Regions from separate parts of the Oncorhynchus mykiss genome. Here region 2 is linked to region 1. A link is a contact called in public Hi-C data. All regions are on one chromosome and are shown on one strand. The core of a region is the stretch at or near the end of the contact, and the rest is flanking DNA. Distances in the headings are between cores, read along the strand shown. Region 1 overlaps LOC110518297 (zinc finger protein 516). Region 2 holds the start of LOC110518348 (zinc finger protein 236).

Region 1 (3,002 bases), core at 71-2,570:
TATTTTATTAAGCAAACCAGATGGCACAAAGACATTTTATTTGCATTTTCTTACGGACAGCCAGGGGCAACACATTACAAAAAGTAGCTAATAGAGCCATGACTACAACAAACTCTCTTTCACATCAGGTAGCTCAAGTTAGCAATAAAATCCCATTTTTAAAAACATATAAAACAACACCTTGTGGCACAAAGAGACACACCGTTGTACATTGTAAATGTGTGATGGTGGAGCAGTGTACATTTGTATAGCGCACAATGTCCCGTGTGATGTGTTGTTACATTAATGATGTAGACAATGTTTTTTGTTGCCATCTGTTGTGTTATTCCTGTTTGGACGCCAGGAAGAGGACAGGCTGCCCGGCCAGCAGCTAATGTTGATCCTAATGAATCCAGCGGTTGTGTTTAGTGAGTCCGTCCAGATCAGAGGTAGTAGGGATGACAAAAGGTTATATTGATAGGTGCGTGAATTGGACCATATCGCTCCCCCCGCCTGAGCACTCAAAATGTGACGAGTACTTTTGGATGTCAGGGAAAATGTACGGTATGAGTAGAGAGTACATATTTTCTTTAGGAATGTAGTGGAGCAAAAGGAAAAGTTGTCAACAACAAAAACAAGTAGTAAAGTAAAGTACAGATACCTCCCCCCGAAAAAATGAATAAAGCGAAGCCAGAACCCGAGAGCCTGCCTCAGCGATTGCACCAATTAGATGCTAGGAACAATCACGCCTTCCTTATTTGGCGGTCTATTTAAGCTGACCAGTTCTACTCACATATCCTGCTACCACTTGCTGCTACTGCTAGTATGCTTTTGCTTCTTTTGCTCCCACCACCACCCCAGCCGCCACCTGTTAGGTTCTGTTTTTCCTGCTGGGGGGGTTATAGCTTACAGCGCTCACTGCTTACAGGTCATTTTATATGTTGACGCTTTGCTTGGGCAGTGAGCTACACTGAAGGAGCAGAGTCTATATCGGCAAGACTTGCGTTATCCATTCTTACATAAATTGTGAAAAGCAAAACGTTGAGCGGCGGGGGTAGCCTAGTGGTTAGAGCGTTGGACTAGTAACTGGAAGGTTGCAAGTTCAAATCCCAAAGGTACAAATCTGTCGTTCTGCCCCTGAACAGGCGGTTAACCCACTGTTCCTAGGCCGTCATTGAAAATAACAATTTGTTCTTAACTGACTTGCCTAGTTAAAAAAAGTTCAAATCTGCCTAGAGATTTGCTTGAAATAGTAACTGACAAGTTGAATTGAGTCATGTTCCATGAAAAAGGGGGTGTTGTGCTTCCTCATGACCAATTGGTGGCAGTGTTGGCCTAAATACCAAACAGTAAGAATATATGTAGAAAATCTGAATTGATACCTCACATCCCCTCTCCTTGCCTCGTTCTCAAAACCAATTGGAGCACGAGGTCAGACAGCTGATGAAACTGTTTGCACAACTGAAGAATTTCTGCTCGTCATCCATACCAGGGTCTTGACCTGACTGCAGTTCAGCATTGCAACCTACTTCAGTCAGCAAATGCTCACCTTCGATGGCCCGGTCACGCTGCATGAGGCAAAATGGTGGTCACACCAGATACTGACTGGTTTTCTGATCCACGCTCCTACTTTTTAAAGTTATGTGATCAACAGATGCATATCTGTATTCTCAGTCATGTAAAATACATAGATTAGGGTTTATTTCAATTGACTGATTTCCTTATCTGAACTGTAAGTGAAATCGTTGAAATTGTTGCATGTTGCGTTTAAATTTTAGTTCAGTGTATATTTCTACTGGTTTGAAGAGTGCAGTAGTCAATGTTCACCACACGGTGGCATATATACACCGAGTCCCCTCCTGAACACACATAAACAGAACCCCACAATCTGTCACACACAAACATGAATACAAAAACACTCACACACCCACACTACTCCAGAGCATTGATCCCCCACCTCTCACTCTCTCTCCATCATACAGGAAGAAACACAAACACACACAAATGTTCAGTAATACTTCCTGAGGCCCCTTAAGGCGGCAATCAGCAGTTGAAACAATAACAACGCGTGCTCCTCGCCCCTGGAGATGGGACTGGAGATATGTAACCACTCTCAAATTCATAGACAGAGCAATGGATGCAAGGACTGACCATCCAGGACATCAAAATGATAGTTTTAACCATGTTTTGGCGCTATAGTGTGCATTTAAGTTTATTTTCTTTACAAACATTAGAGTCAAGCAAGCTTCTATTCTGGGTTATGCTGGGGTACCGGAGTTGAACTAAGCTCATGGGGCATTTATAAGTTATATCCTTCAAGAATCAAAATGGGCACACATCCTTCAAATATCATTACAAAAATGGATGTAGCAACTCCAGATTGCCCCCTTTAATTAAGAAGGATGTGTCCACACACTCAGTGCCTTCTGATGTACAAGACCTCCCTTGCCCACCGAAACAAATGGACGCACACACACACACACACACACACACACACTTCGTAATTAGAACATGCCATTGCCATCTGCTTTTCATTTGGCTTCCCTATTGTCCACATACTGCAGTGGCTAACACCCAGCCAGGGTTGAGCTGGAGGCTAATCCCTGTGTGTGTATGTGTGTGTTTTACATTTGACATTTTAGTCATTTAGCAGACATTTAGCAGACGCTCTTATCCAGAGCTACTTATAGTTAGTGCGTTCATCTCAAGATAGCTAGGTGAGACAACCACATATCTCAGTCATACATAGTTGGCTTCTTTACTGAGGAAAAATGTACCATCACATAAGTCAGTACCAGTAGGTGGTGTGCATGTCAGTGTTGGAGAAGGGGAAAGAACCTGGTTCCCATAGAGCTGTCGGTGCCAAAACCTGCTTTGCTGCCAAGGGGAAACCACGAGGGGGGGGGGATAACATCCATCTGACATAAACAAACACTGGCTGGGATATCCGCCGTTAACTGCACTCCTCCCTCGCTCCTTCGCTTGCACCCTCCCTCCTTCGCTTGCTCTCTCCCTCCCTCCCA
Region 2 (3,258 bases), core at 184-2,683, 94 kb after region 1:
CACATAAAATTGAATTGAGTTTACATGCACTGCATCACGGAAACTATGTAGTCCACAATCCTATGAGGATAACATGTCCAATGCCATAATCATGGCACAGGAACAGTTAGGCCTAGACCACATTAGCCTACAGGAAGATAATACATCTTAGTACATGTATTAATGCTTCAATGTTGCTTTCCCCCCAGCATATCCTTGCTTTTTCTTGCATGATTTTGAACAGGAATTGTGCCTACTTTATAAAAGTGCCTAATTATATGCGGTCATTGGACATGGAAAAAAAAAATAGACTATTATTTTTTTTCTTTTAAAAGTATACACCAGTTGCATGTGACGAATACAATTTGATTTTGATTTGAATGGTGTCAGGTGATCGACGACTTTCCCCTTTCCTTTTACAGTGTTTTTTTAAAAAAATATCGTTATTCTTATAATTATTTTTTTGTTTTTTAGAATAGTCTGTATATATGCAAGAAGTACACAAATAGACAATGATAACATATGCTAGAGGGTACAACAAATTACAGATTATACAAAGACCTTAAAAGAAACAACCATATTGATTGTTTTAACAGCTTTCCTATTAGAATAATGTAGAATGGTCTTAATGTACTGCTCGAATTCCTTATAGAAAACACGGAAGTGTTTTTTATTAGTGAATTTACATTCATGAATATGACATTTTGCCATTAGCACAATTAGATTGAGGTAAAATTGTTTTTCTTTATCTTTATTATAGTAAAGGAAACCGAGCAGCACATTCTCCCATAACAAAAGTCATCAAGCATATTAACAATTATAAAACTATGAATATCTTTCCATAATTGTTTTACATGTAGACAATGCCAAAATAAATGCAAAACTGTTTCTGGATGCTCAACACAAAAAGTACAATCAATGTTAATGTCTTTTTTTGAGTTTCTTCAGGTAACGATTCGCAGGGTAATACTTATGGATCATTCTGAAAGAGACCTCTTTGACCTTGTTAACAAGCAAATATTTGTGTGGTAATAACCCAACTTTTTTCCAACATATATTAGTGACCAATGTACTCCAGCAACTTGTGACATAAGGAATGGATACAATGTCCCTTTGAAATAAAGCACATATAGATCTGTTCTTCTGAGGGAGCAAAGAGAAACATATTTTCCCTATTGGAGAGTCAACTGGATTAAGCGAGGGTAGGTCAAGAAGAAGAGGTCTGGCTACACCTCTAAACAACATGAGAGTTCCAGATGGAATAGCATCAAAGACTATGGCGAACTCTGTAGGTGTAGCCGGGATATTGTAAGGATATTTTTTAAAATTACTCATAATTGAGTAACAAGCCTGCATTAAAAAGTTGACTCACACGCAGGATATGATTATTGATTATTATTTTGAGACAATGCATATCCATATACGCTAGATGTCTCCCTCCTCCATGCATCGGAGCCTCACAACAAGTAGTTTAGCTAGACGTGCACTACTACCGCACTGAAGAGTTTGTGTGTTCGCGAAGTGCTCGTGGTGAGGCAGTTGCCATTTTGAAACCCAAATCGTTCACAGTACACCCGCCCTGAAACCTGGAACTATGCCGCGGGGCCGGCCTCGCAAACTGAGGGATAAAACCAACGACGGAACAGGTAATCAGTCCAAAATATCACGAATAAAAAAAGGCAGCAACCATGCTGTTTACACAAGTTCGTAATGAATGGACAAGCTGCTGCGTAGCTGAGATAAACTCACTTGAGTATAGTGTATATAGTCCCCGGATATAGTATTCCGGGTGTCCATGGCTTTGTACTGTAAAGTAGTGATTGAGGCGGAATGATATTAATAACATTTCGGTGGCTCTACTTATCCAGATTCAGTCTAATTTACACTTCAGTGAGGCAGTAGTTCCCGTAGAGTCAGTTCAAATATAGAGAATTTGGCTAAGTAACGTTAGTTCGGTGTGTTTTTCTGACTCGTGTGTTAGCATGTTGGTGCTAGGCAGTTGGGTAACAGGCTAGCCTTTGTTTTTATTTTTTGTGTGCGAGGAGACCACTAGCTAGATGTCACTCGGCTAGCCAAACCATCAAGAAAGTGGAGTGTTTCACCATCCGGTCTCAGTTCGCTGCAGCTCGATTGCCACATCAGCGAGTTATAATTATTACTGTTAACCCTAGTTAACTAACATTAGTTTAGCTAGTTAGCATCCAACTCAGGATGAGTGATCAGACGAGAATGGGTTTTATGCATGTGGCTAAATTAAAGTTAGTTGCCATCCTATTGCTAACTAGCGCGTTGCCAGCGAGATACAGCTGTAAAAAAAAAAAAAAAAAACCGAAGAATATCCCTATGCCAGAATTAAGTCAACTGGTAGTTAGCTAGCTGGTTTCGTAAGAGTAGTAACGTTAGTTAGACGAGCTAGCTATAGTATCAGATATTTTTTCCACGTTTAGTTTTATGACAGCCTACTAACTCGTCCAAGGAACTAGCTAGCGTAAAGTATGTTCTACCAGCTAGGCCATGAGGTGTGTAAGCATTACTACTAGAACACTAGCGTTTCTATTGGTCAGATTCAGGTAGGTCCATCCCTATTTGCTGATCCGGTCCAATAGAAATGCTAGTTTTTGTTCAAATGTTGTGATGATTACACCCCAGGAATATTCAGTGGGTTTGTTTAGTGCATTTGGTCACCAATCTTTTCTGAGTCGAAATGCAAGGCGAGATCTACCACTCTACCACTGAACATGACTTAAAAAAGCAAGCCTATGCAACATTAGCCTATTAAAAACAGTACTGTAGCAATGAGGTTTGTGCACTAGCCTATAGGCCCAATACATTATCACTGCATTGCTTAAATTGCCCTGCCAATGCATTGTTGTTTGGACCATTAAGAAAAAATATATATAAGATAAGCTATAGGATCACACCAGTAAGGGTCAGTTGTTGTATTACTTCTGAGGTACAGCTGAGTGAGCATACATTTAAATAATTTGCTTTCTATTGTACTGGGCTGATGGTGCCTGCATCTGGCCAGTCTCAGTGGAGAGAGAGGGCAGACTGAGGGTCTGCCTCTCAATGTCCCTCCACTCCCTTTCCACCCCTGACACTGACCAAAAAGTGACAGTCTTCTAGATGATGGTGAGACTAGAGTCGCACCGCATTATTTCTGCTTCATGCACAAATTCATGTTACTCCTATGAACGTAGAAAGTGAAACATTCCTCGATATAGAAAAATAATTAAAGACCCGAGCTGCTAATAATAATGCAAGCCTATTGATACAATT

What was found. A called contact is a pair of places that touch in the nucleus more often than the background predicts.
Region 2: a contact with region 1 is called in a Hi-C map of blood, with 5 times the contacts expected there. The contact joins the promoter of LOC110518348 here to the enhancer-like site in region 1. A contact is called at or near these places in 2 of 3 Hi-C or Micro-C datasets (blood and liver).

What each region holds. Positions count from the first base shown.
Region 1 is chr3:31,377,476-31,380,477 of USDA_OmykA_1.1, forward strand. The region is part of intron 2 of LOC110518297 (zinc finger protein 516); the gene reads right to left. Among protein-coding and RNA genes, the nearest start is that of LOC110518297, 40 kb to the right of the region's middle. Within about 2 kb of position 1,321, at least 7 of the 11 cell types and tissues checked have an H3K27ac peak or open chromatin away from gene starts, as enhancers often do. A contact at or near this core is called in liver, where this site is marked.
Region 2 is chr3:31,471,851-31,475,108 of USDA_OmykA_1.1, forward strand. LOC110518348 (zinc finger protein 236) reads left to right here and starts at 1,434. Exons shown (of 32, transcript XM_036973840.1): 1 at 1,434-1,625. The coding sequence starts at 1,574.